Linked DNA regions of Danio rerio: region 1 is linked to region 2. The links are chromatin contacts, called in public Hi-C maps. All regions are on one chromosome and are shown on one strand. The core of a region is the stretch at or near the end of the contact, and the rest is flanking DNA. Distances in the headings are between cores, read along the strand shown. Region 1 has its middle 50 kb from the start of dynlt4. Region 2 holds the start of plk3 (polo-like kinase 3 (Drosophila)).

Evidence for each region. Hi-C and Micro-C count contacts between places; a contact is called where the count stands out from the background.
Region 1: a Hi-C map of an unstated tissue shows a contact between it and region 2, with 2.8 times the contacts expected there. The contact joins the enhancer-like site here to the promoter of plk3 in region 2. A contact is called at or near these places in 2 of 18 Hi-C or Micro-C datasets (caudal fin and an unstated tissue) and 2 of 4 datasets of contacts at active chromatin or transcription factors (caudal fin and gastrula embryo).

Annotation. Positions count from the first base shown.
Region 1 is chr2:38,638,642-38,645,144 of GRCz12tu, reverse strand. It overlaps a transcript of ankrd45 not described here. Among named protein-coding and RNA genes, the nearest start is that of dynlt4, 50 kb to the right of the region's middle. Within about 2 kb of position 4,379, at least 30 of the 62 cell types and tissues checked have an H3K27ac peak or open chromatin away from gene starts, as enhancers often do.
Region 2 is chr2:38,574,630-38,581,129 of GRCz12tu, reverse strand. It overlaps plk3 (polo-like kinase 3 (Drosophila)), which reads right to left and starts at 1,809. Exons shown (of 15, transcript NM_201308.2): 1 at 1,515-1,809; 2 at 154-261; 3 at 1-72. The coding sequence starts at 1,715. cacybp (calcyclin binding protein) reads right to left here. Exons shown (of 6, transcript NM_212887.1): 6 at 4,093-4,515. The coding sequence ends at 4,356.

The DNA of each region.
Region 1 (6,503 bases), core at 3,130-5,629, 61 kb before region 2:
TTGAAGTCAGAATTATTAGCCCTCCTGTTTATTCTTTTCCCCAATTTCTATTCAACAGAGACAAAAGTTTTTTTTCAACACATTTCTAAACATAATAGTTTTATACTCATTTCTAATAACTGATTTATTTTATCTTTGCCATGATAAAATAATATTTGACTAGATTTTTTTTCAAGACACTTCTATACAGCTTAAAGTGACATTAAAAGGTTTAACTAGGTTAATTAGGTTAACTAGGCAGGTTACGATAATTAGGCAAGTTTTTGTATTACAATGTTTTGTTCGGTAGACTATCGAAAAAATATAGCTTGAAGGGGCTAATAATTTTGACCTTAAAATGGTTTTAAAAACATTTTAAGTTCTAGCCGAAATAAAACAAATAAGACTTTCTCCAGAAGAAAAAATATTGTCAGACATACTGTGAAGATTTCCTTGCTATATACACACACAGACACACACACACACACACACACACACACACACACACACACACACACACACACACACACACACACACAGACACACACACACACACACAGACACACAGACACACACACACACACACACACACACACACACACACACACACACACACACACACACACACACACACACACATATATACATACACATATATACATACACATATATATATACAGTTGAAGTCATAATTATTATTTTTTATAACTCATTTTTGGGACAAAATTATTAGCCCCTTTAAGCTATTTTTTTTCCATATTCTTCAGAACAAACCATCGTTATACAATAACTTGCCTAATTACCCTAACCTGCCTAGTCCACCTTATTAACTTAGTGAAGCCTTTAAATGTCACTGTAAGCTGTATAGAAGTGTCTTGAAAAATATCAAGTAAAATATTATTTACTGTCATCATGACAAAGAGAAAATAAATCAGTTATTAGAAATAAGTTTTTAAAACTATTATGCTTAGAAATGTGCTAAAAATATCTTCCCTCCGTTAAACAGAAATTGGGGAAAAAATAAACAGGGGCGCTTATAATTCAGGGGGGCTAATAATTCTGACTTCAACTGTACATATATATATACACACTATAGAATTACTTTTTACATAAAAAACCTAAATAAATACTGAGCCATTGAACATGAGTAAAACTAAAAACGTAGTGCTGTAAAAACTAAAGTAAACTATTTTTAATAAGTATGACTTAAGAGCAGTCGATTAGTAAATCCACTGATTAATCATACTAAAGAAAATTACCACATGCCACATGACTCACGGCTGTTCTTTTGCTTTGCTGCAAAGACCTTACTTTAAACATACTTTGAAGGAGAGAGGGGGGTGATACAGAATAAATATGGATCTGCTGGTGGATGACTCATCATATCCTTGATGTGATGATAGGTTTGGAGGTTTCCCATGGCAACAGGCACCACTCCATTCAGGGGTCCCTTCTAACTGCGCACATGGGTTGATCACAAATGATGCATAATTACGTAAACAGCCTCCCTGTTTTACTTTTTATGCCATTTTCACAGCCAGTTACATTACCTTAGTGCTAAACAATCCCCAGGACAAGTTGTTACAGAATAGGTATATACTGGTATTCAATATATTATAAAGACCATGCACGATATTGATATTGTGGGAACTTCAAAATACAGTGAATACTAATGTATTATTTCAACTTTTAAAGAGCTTTTTAATATTCAGATTGTATTTGTAGTGGTTGTTCAAAACAGCACTAAATTCCTGAAGACTTCACAGGCTATTTAGTTAACTATGTCAATCTGTTATGTAAATCTGGTTTACGACATGTTGAAATATTGATCAAAAATTCTATGACTATTTATAAGCCTACTGTTCTTTAACGCATTACGATAAGGTTTCATTTGTTAAAATTAAATTAACAATCTCTAACTCATGATAAAAACTATAAAAGCTTTAAGTAATCTTTTAGCTAATGTAAATTTTTTAATAGATGACAAATAGCACATTAATAATAGACGTTTTAATAATTTTATTAAATGGAATTAATAACCAATAAAATAAATTTTAACATAGTAACTGAAATAAATCTGACCTTTTCTCACTGCTGATTTTAAAGGGTCACAAACACTAAAACACATTTTTTGAGATGTTGACAGTCATATATATGTCACATTGCTAAAAACACTATTGTTGCTAAAAACACATGTATTTCACATAAAAAAACTGAAAATTGGTTGTTTTTGTGTTTTCAGAGCAAATTTGTTCTTTCTGTTTGAAAATAATTGTTGAAGCAATATCACGGTGATGAGGTCATTGTGTAAATTCCAGCGTGGTGATTGGCCGTCAGCACCGGCCAGTACAAAGTGACATCATTTACACGATTTTTTAGCATGTCTGAGCATTATTCATGAGGAAGAGTTGGTTTGAACCAATCAGTGTGCTCTAGTATGAATGAGATGCAACTTCATTAATATGCATGAGATCGCTTTGTTGCTTTTTAGCTGTTACAGAGTTCAGAGAAACATGGTCCAAATGGTGTTACCAAGAACAATTAAATTTAATAGATGATAGATAAAATTGGCATTTTAAAGTGTGTCAAAACAAAAGTGTTGCAGAATGCATATTTGCACCTAAAAAAAACACCAAACGCAGCGCTCAGAAATAGTTTAAAACAGTTGACATGTCAACTTGCTGCAGTAATCACAGCCTGCAATGCCTGCCCCTCCTTCAAGCTCTACTGATTAATTAAGTAACGCCTACTCATTCATTTATTTTTCTATGGCTTAGTTTCTTTATTTATCAAGGAAAAAGCCACAGTGGAATGAACCTCCAAATTATCCAGCATATGTTTATGTATGTATAGTAATTTATCATCCTTTCGCAATGTAATTGGTTTGAAAACGTTACTTACTTTGAGCATGCATTGATATACCATGAAAAAAATATTTTCTTAGATTTTTTGTGTTGTTTCTAGTCCAAATGTCAAAAAATTCTTAAATCAAAAAGCATTTTTTAGACAAGCACAACATATTATCTTCATATATTACATTATCTAAACATATTATACACATATATATTCTGATATACATATAATAAAAAGTAACTAGTAACTATTTACTTGAGTATTTTTTTTTTCATCAGCTTTTTTACTCTTACTCAAATAACTTTGAAGATTGTTACTTTTACTTGAGTAAAAAATTCTGCAAGTACTTGTACTTTTACTTGAGTATAGATTTTAGATACTCTACCCACCTCTGCTGTTAGGTTTAAAAGAAAAATATAACTGTACATATATAAGCAGGGCTGAGCCTGGTCTGTACCTGGATGGGTGACCACATGGGAAAACTAGGTTGCTGTGTGAAGTGGTCTGCTCTCAACATGTGGTCTGTGCAGGTCCTAATGCCGCAGTAAAAGTGAAGAGGACACTATACTGTCAGTGGGCGCCGTTTTTCGGAAAAATCGTTAAACTGAGGTCCTGACTCTCTATGGTCATTAAAAATCCCATGGCACTTCTCGTAAAGAGTAGGGGTCTAACCCCGGTGTCCTGGCCAAATTTCCTTCATTAGCCCTTATCCATCATGGCCTCCAATCATCCCCATCCACCGAATTGGCTGTATCACTATCTATCTACTCCACCTATAGCTGGTGTGTGGTGAGTGCACTGGTGTCGTTGTCCTGTGGCTGATATCGCATCATCCAAGTAGATACTGCACACTGGTGGTGTGGAGAGACCCCCACTCATGATTGTGAAGTGCTTTAAGTGTATAGTTAAACACAATAAAAGCGCTATATAAACACACATTGCATTACCTGCAATGTTAAGATTTAACTTTAAAAATAATACTAATAATCTTGCTAAGAGGGAGTACATATAAATCAAAAAGAAGAGCGTCTAGGACAGAACCTTGAGGCGCACTACAGGACATACGAGTCTGACATATGCATTCCTTATTTTACCTGTTAAATGACCTTTTATTCGCTCAGCTTACAGGCCAATATCGCGATAATACCATTTACTGTAATAAAAGCTTCAGCAATTTAATACCAACAAGAAAATCTGATACTGTCAAAAGCCTATTACAGAATGTGATGAAGAAAATCAAACCATCTATCCATAATAAAGCAGGGATTATTAGTGTAAAAAAATCTATTTCTTCGGTAGCAAGCAATGCTTAGCGTGCATGCTAATTATTCCTTCTATTTTTGGCAGAGAGATCCTGGAGTCTCTCAGATGTGAATAACAGAGAGTGCTGCTGCACCTGGTGCCTGGACATTCCAGTGCACTGGCTTTTCCCTGGGACGAAATCAAATATGTTCTGGAAACTAGGTAGCAACAAGAACATGGCCCCAGGAAACAGATGTGAGGGGGAGAGAAAGAAGAGAGAGGGAAAAAGACAGAGAAGAAGAGAAAAGAAGAGGGTGGGGGCAGCTGCCTGAGGAGATAACGTGTGACTGGAAATACAATGAGCAACTTCTCAGTCTCTTTCTCTTTTTGCTCATTTCTTTCTGTCTCTCTCGCTGGGAAGCCCCTCTGTCAGCCTCAGCAGACTGTACCATGATTAATCACTGCTGTGATGGTGTAGGATTAATAAAGAGAACAGCTCTGTGGTGCTTCGGGAAGTAAGCACAGAGTAAACACACAGAGTATGGTAGGGGGCAACTGTTTCATTTTTCAAGGACTTATTGCTGCACCTGTGCATGTCTATCAGAGAGTTGCATAAGGGAACATCACCCCTCTGGCCTCAAGAGGCGCACTATAACTGATGCAAGCGGGTCCAGTGTTAGTAATCTATGTTAGAAACAGCTGTTCAGGATGAGTAGGACCGGAAGGGTCACTTCATGCTGTTCTCTGGATGGAGTGAGGTTTAGGATTCAAGGGTGTTACAGAGGCCAGCTTGTAAGAGCTGTGCAAGTAAACCTCACTCAATTGGTCTCAAGCCTAGACCACCTGATGCTAGAGGTTGCAGTCTTTATATTTAGTACACTCACCTCCCATACAGAAGAACCAGAAAGGGTACATTAGTGCCTTGAGAGAAGTTTGGTGGGCCTGTGAGTAAACCGCACTGCTTGGCCTCAAGAGGAACACCAGAATCTGATTGTAGATAGTACGGAAACAGCGGTTTGACACCTGCTCAGAGAAGGTGACCTGGATTTGTAAAACATAATAACTGCTAGAACTTGAGTAAACCGAAAGGCCCCGGTATACATTAAATGAATTTAGTTTTGTTCTTCATTTGAGGACAAAAATAAGTTAGAAAATCATCAGTGACGATGTACTGTTTTCGAAAACACTAAAACCCTTGCAGTAGGCACGGTTGTAAGTGTGTCCCATTGCTTGCATCAGTGTACCTCCTAAACAATGACCGATGTGAGAAAAAAAAGAGTTTCATATAAGGCAAACAGCCTTCTCCAACCAACCAGGGGGTAAATAACATTTTTTAATTGTTTTCTTTTTTACCGTGGACAGACACCAAATAGGACAGTGTTTAGAGCTTTAAAAGACAAGGTGGGATGTGATCACACATCTCGTTTGATGTGTGATCCCCTTTAGAGCGATTGTACAGGAGTGGATACATCAGTACCAGCGCTTGATGCTTCAGTGTATTCATGTTGGCCTTAGGGAATTAGCAATTTCTCTTAAACTTTTTTTATTTATGACCAGGTTGTGGTATTGCTCAGATGACACAGGTCAAACAGACATGGGTGCTCCTGCCAAATTTCTAATAGTTTTTCCTCCATTTCTTGGGTCCAAATAGACTGAAAAGACTCCGCCCCCCAACCTCCCACTGACCTGCAGATACCCTCACTAGTGGATGCTGCTCTCTCATTGGCTGTAGGTAATTGCCAATGTTATTTTTAATATTTAGCATGCCAAATACCTCACGGGTGCTGACGACTCATCTGTGATTCTCTCAGATCGTGTCTTTGATAGTTCACACTGTGTGATTGTTACTCACGTGAACGAGCATCGATTTACTTGTGATTTCAGGAATTTGTCTGCAATTTTCCAAAACCTGTCAACGAGTCGAAATTGGGGCTAAAATCATGCAATTTGAACTCGGCATTAGGGGGCAGGGGTGAGTTTGACAGAGACCAGCTAAGCGCTGTGCAAGTAAAGCTGATATCTCTGGTCTAAAAGCTGCACAAGTGAAAGATGCTATAGGCTTGGTCTTATTTGTTTGTTTGTATGTTTGTATACTTTTTGGCCCTTAGAGGGAAATTTTCCATGGACTCACAAAGCACTTCAGCAAGTTCTGACACAATAACAATTAAAAATAAGCAAACATGCAAAAGAATTACATACAGGGGAAAAAAACAACAACAACATACTATTAATCAGTGTTCAACAATCTGATTGACACTGAGATAAAAGAGTTCTTAAGGCTTTTCCGCTTCCAGCGGAAGGCTCTGTATCTTCTACTAAAAGGTAAAAGATCGTAAAATGGGAAGAGTACATGAGATGGGTTATTTAAAATTCTTTTCGCTTTATTCAGAGTGCATTGCTTGTAAAGTGTTTGAAAACAAGTAAAAGTT
Region 2 (6,500 bases), core at 560-3,059:
CTCAAAATGATGAGAGAACTTCACTACATGCTTGTGTTGGAGGCTTTTGTGGAGCTCGATTTCATTAATGATCTACAATGAAAATGATGAATAAGCATTAGAGAGGGGGCTGGAAATATGAGGATTCTACTTTGTGCTAGGTTGTTAATTTACCTTCTCCCTCTGGTGTGGCTTTGAGACTCTGCTTTGAGGAATAACCTTCACCGCATACATCTTGTTGTTTGCAAGATCAGTCATCTCATAGCACCGTGCAAAACCACCCTAAACATCAAAAGGCACAATATATAAATCACTCAGAATGCGTCAACAGGAAACATTGCAGGGGATTTCAATGCAAGATGATGATTAACTTCAACGATCAGCAGCAGGTGACTGTGCAAACTCAATGACAAACTGAAAGAACAGTTTCCTGCCTGCAGAAGCAACATCTTTAGAGATTTTGGGTGTTGTTGAACATTTTGTTCATGTTTTCAGCATGACTAAAGAATGTGGTCTAGGCAGCAAGTTTGGGAGTCTATAGATTTGTCACTCGTTTCATTGATATTGGAATAATTCAGTTACATCCTATATAGTCATTTAAACTTATAAATATATTTCTTCTATTCAATGTGTTGAACTTCAAATTTTGGTATTCATCATTCATTCTAAAATGCATAAAATCCTTAAGATTTTTAGTAGAACATTTTCTATTCATTCTCTTAGGCAGTCCCTTGTGGCTCCCTCTGTGAGACATGTACTCCGATGACTGTAGAATTGTATGTGATAACATACACAAATATAAAATAAGATATTAAAAACGTTAATAAATCAATTCCAGTTAAGCAATTCTATAGCTGACAAATTATCCTTCACATGTGATGCATTAGAACTCTGCACTTTCAACCCATTTAACATGCATCTTTAACCAAATTCTTTATCTCCAGAAACCAAACATGGGAGGCATTTTTGCATCAAAGTTTGATTAATTTCAGAACCTGGACCTAAAACATGTACAAAGGAATGACGTATTCTTTTCCCAGTCGACCAAGCCCTCCTTACAGCATCGCACAATGATGCGGCACTTTAAAGCCCAGGATCGACAAGACTTCCAATAATCGATCGCTTAATTCATATAAGAGCCTTGTTTTGAAAACAACCCAATGAAACTGAGACGATAGTCACTGGCTCCAGTGATCATAAAGCATTACAGCATCATTTCATTGATGCATTGATTCATTCATTCATTCATCCTTTCAAGACATCAAATCAAATTACAAAGCCAGTTCTCAATCCCAAACACAAATCAATTGCGATGTCTTGGCGTTTGAAAGAAATGCTGCATGCATTGCTGCAATGACCATCAGGTAGATTGTATAAAAACCCGGACAGGGCGGACTGCGGTCCAGTGGTTCTGGTGCACCCATGATGAACACCTCACCAAACACGAGACGAACACGAGACACGTTTGAGCAACGCGACAACACATACAGTGATCAAAACTCTCCAATAAATCCCGTTAATAGAAAACACCGTACCTTTCCCAAGAGCTTTCCTTTACAGTACGACCTCCCGGTCTTCGCGTCCACCACCACCTGCGCGAGCTCCGGCTTAACGTGCTCCGATTTACTCCGGCTCGGCTTGGCGGGCGGTGGAGCCGCTGGAGACGCTTTGAACATATCCGGATTCATTATTTTACACGAAAGACGCTGAGCTGTGGTGAAACAAGAAGGATCCATTCATTAAGAAAGATCCTTCTCCTTAGAAAATAAACTCCTCTGTGCGAAGTCCTGAAGTCTGGCGAAGTTCTCTAGTCCTGTGCGAGTCAAACATGCCCGGGTACCGGAGCCCAGCAGTATATAAACTGTCCATGACGTCACGGGCAGAGGTGGGGCGCCAGAAAGGGGAAGTCTAGAATAAATCAACGTCATTGGCTACTGGAGATTCAATCAAAGATCAGAGAGACGCATATGAAAGTGCAGAAGAAAAGTGAATGAAAAGCCGAGAGCACATCATCCTATCACGGCTGACGCGATTATGGACCTCCGGGTGACACAAACAGTGCTTCTGTATTCTTCGGTTTTAACTTTCTGATATGGATGTTACTTTTTTGTTTTGTTTTTCCCACGTGATAATTTGTTTTTCATGACAAAATCTTCACATAATTCAATGTTTCATTAAATAGACAATATATATTAATAATAAAATTTGTATATTTATAACATTTGCTCACGTAGCCTAATGTAACGTTCAGAAATGAAATTAGACATATTTACAAAAATAAACACGAATTACATCTACACATACTGTATTTACATCATGAGGACGAAGCCAAATTACGTCACTACAAACATGCATCTGTACTGAACGGAACTGAGAAACTTGTGGATTCATGCGCCCCCTTGTGTATGATAAACAAACAAGGAGAAACTTATAAAAGCACATCATGTTCTGTTTCTTTTTATTTTAGTCACTGAAACAAAATATATTTTTAACCCTAAAATATAAAAAGCATCTATATAGTGTCATTCATAGTGTGAAAATGTATATAAGAATTGAGGATGAAATATTACTTGGAATACTATAGTTGCAGAAGTGGAAAAAATAATTATTTATTAGATACTAGTACTTATTAAATAACTACTACTAATCTGATATTAGTACCTTTTAATTATATATAGTAGTTTAATTGTAAACTAGAACTAATTATATACAGGTATTCATTTTAGACCATTTTGAGGGATGTAAACAAAAACAATAGTTCCAAATCATTTCCTGTTTTACATTTTTAACTTCTACAGCTTCTGAGAATCCAAAAAGAGCCACATATTGATAAGTAATGTTATGATTGGAGTTTTAACATTAAGTTATGATTGAATTGCTTCTTGTTGCTGTTATGAAATAGTTTGATAATAAGCAGGAAATGTTCATGGGCCAATGACATGACCACATTGAAATGTTCTTAGCAGTTACAAGAATATAATACAACTTATTCACACTAGTACTGATTTATGTTTTCAAAATGACAGTGTTTATATTACTGACAAAAGCACATCTTCCAATTTGTTGATTTACACCTGCCTTTATTATCCTGCACCTTTTATTCTCCTGCCTTCTCAGAATCTTATTCAATCTCTTTCGATTTCCTGTACAATTTCTCTTATATTGTTAGCTTATTCTCAACCATTCATTTTCTTTTCGGCTTAGTCCTTTTTTTAATCTGGGGTCACCACAGCAGAATGAACCCCCAACTTACCCAGAATATGTGTTACACAGCGCAACCCAACACTGGAAAACACTGTGATGCCCTATACTCAACCAGATATTACAAAATAGAGGAGAAACAGGCATTTAAAAGGTACTGAGTAAGAAATGAGAAATTGTATTTGGGTCTAAACAGGTTTAATTAACCTTAGTGACTACTTTAACAAGCACTATCAGGTTTCCAAAGATAGTAGTATCTAAACACTCATTCATTCATTTTCTTTTCGGCTTAGTCCTTTTATTAATTTAGGGTCACACAGTTGGGATGAACCGGCAAGTTATCCAGCAAGTTTTATGCAGCGGATGCCTTTCCAGCTGTAACCCATTAATGGGAAATAGTATCTAAACCAGTGGTTCTCAAACTTTATTCATCAAGTACCACCTCAGAAAAAAATTGTCTCTTCAAGTACCACCAGTAAAATGAGCAGCATTGAAATACAGTAGCGTAGTTGGCCCAGTTAAGCAGCTACATCTCTGCACAGTTAAAAAACGTGGCAGATTACCTCTGAAATATAGGCTATATGTCATATATTACATATTATATACATAATTTTTGATACATTTTGAAATGTGTGTAGCATGTACATGACATTTCATTTCTCCGCGTACCACTAGTGGTACACGTACCACAGTTTGAGAACCACTGATCTAAACAATACTAATAAATAAAAAATAAGCACTAGCAGCTGACAAAAATCAAAATGGAAAATACACTAGTATCTGAAAAAAGTAGCGGGAAATCAGATATTGGAGTTGGACGCACTAAAATGGCCCATCATTTACTTGTTTTTACGCATGATTGTCTTATATATGTCAATTTATGCATCTTTAAAAAAACACAAGACAAGATAATACATTTACAGAGCTTTTATTTTGTTTTCCTAAGTGCAAAAATAAGTTTATGACAACGCACTGAATATGAATACCTGTGAAACAACATAAAATTACAGTGGGGATATGACCCATTTAAAGCACTTTTTACACAAACATTTCATTAACAGCCATAATTAACAGTAAAAAAATTCTGTAAAATCATTGCAATGAAGTGGAATGATGTGTAGAGTGGAGCAGCTGGATTTGGGCGCTTCACTGTGAAAGCAGGTTATTTATCTGGCTTAGAAGTCAAAATCATCTGGTTTGGCCTTCTTCTCCTGAGACTCAACCCAGGCCTTGTTGATGGTGCGTTTCATCTCGTCGTCACCATCTGTGTAGATTTTCTTTAGCACACTCATCAGACCCTCACTCGGATCAGCGTTCTCACCCATGCTTGGTTTACTGAAACATAACAGTTACTATGAAGTTATCTTTTATATGAGCCAAATGTAGTATAATGCTGATGTTATCCTGATAATAATGTATTCTGCAGACAAATCTTTCTTTCAAGTTTTAATTCAAATAAGCACAAAATACTATTTTAAATATATAAGGGTTCAACACTAAGGATTAATTCTACTGGCCAGATTGGGCCTGCAGTTCAGATTTTTACTTGCCCTGCCAAAATTTTATTGGCCCTACCAAAAAAGAAGGTTAATAGCTATTTTTTTAGTCACACATCTTAAATAATGTGTCAAAAACAATGTCTGTGAATCTAGAATGTAAATATATTAAATGTTTTAAAAAAGTATAATGACCAAAAAAGTGAAATGCAAACAACAATAGCAGTACGCAAAATGTGCAGGTATTTTATTGCAAAACAAAAGGTGTCTGACTTGACAAACTGATGACATAAAAAATTTTTTCGTTGGGTTGTACCTACATAAATGCCTGCTTCCATGATGTTACAAACAGACTTTTCTTTTAGCTTCATAATTTGATCATAATTTGATGCTGCCGTCATGTTGGAGTCTCTTGGCTGTATTGGGGTTGTGTTTCCCAAACAACAACATAACTTGTGGCTGAACTATCATAGTTTGATGCATCATTTGGGAAATGAACGATAGAGTGACCAGTGTTTCCCAAAAGCCATAGTTTCTCTGTCGCAGATACTTCATTTGAATCACATTGGTTATGACATAAAACACCCATAATGATGCTCTAAATGGGGTGGACAACTATTTCTTTAGAGAAGAATCCAATCATTTCTTTGTGCAAATTATATTGTTTTACATGCATAAAAAAAATCTAAATTTTGGTAAAATCATGCATACGTTTTTTCATATTAATTGAAATATATTAAAATGGCACATATAGAGCCTATAATCCTTTATAAAAATTATTGAGAATATTACATATTCTATTCTAAAACATAAAATCACTTACAGAAAGCTAACATCTCATATATAAATCACATAAATAAATAAATAGGCTATTTATTAAGAAATGAAATTTAATATTTATTATTTATTAGGAAATGAAAAAAATCCTACTTTAATAATATTAATAATTTTAATTATTATTATTATTAAGCAGGATATCGTTTGTTTATTTTTTCTTTTTTGAAAAGTCTGAAATGAAAAAAATCCTACTTTAATAATATTAATAATTTTAATTATTATTAAGCAGGATATTGTTTATATATTTTTTCTTTTTTGAAAAGTCTACTTTTACAAATTGAAATGCAAACCTCTGCAGAAATGTTCTAACCAACAGGCCCATGTCATATACAATACAGATACTTAATAAAAAACCCACTATAAATTAAACCTTTAACTTTCGCCATGAGCCACGACTGTGTTCCAAATGGCATCAATGTTTTTAAAGTGCACTACAAAGGGAGCACAATTTTAAACATAAAGATCGCTAAAACTGAGATGTAAAAATACTTTGATTCACTATTCACTTTAATGCTTAAAAAAAAAAAAAATTCAAAGTGTAAATGTTAGAATGCTCTAGATGTATAGGGAATAACTGTAGGGGATAACTGTGAATTATTTCAATATTTCAATTAATATGGGAATTGTGTGCATGATTTTTTGTATGCGTGTAAAACAAAATAATTTGCACAAAGAAATTATGATTCTATACTATTCTTCTCTAAAGAAGTAGTTACTCCACCCCATTTAGAGCATCATTTTGGGCGTTTTACTTTATAACCAACGTGGTTCAAACGATGGATCTGCGACAGAGAAACAACGGTTTTGGGAAACACTGGTCACTACATCTTTCTTTTCTAAACGATGCATCATACTATAATAGTTCAGCTGCGAGTTACGCCGTTGTTTGGGAAACGCACCCCAGTCTAGTAACGATTCTGTCTACTGTCCCGAGTGTCTCACACACTTTAAAATATGCAAATATAAATAATTTTTTTTTTACTTAAA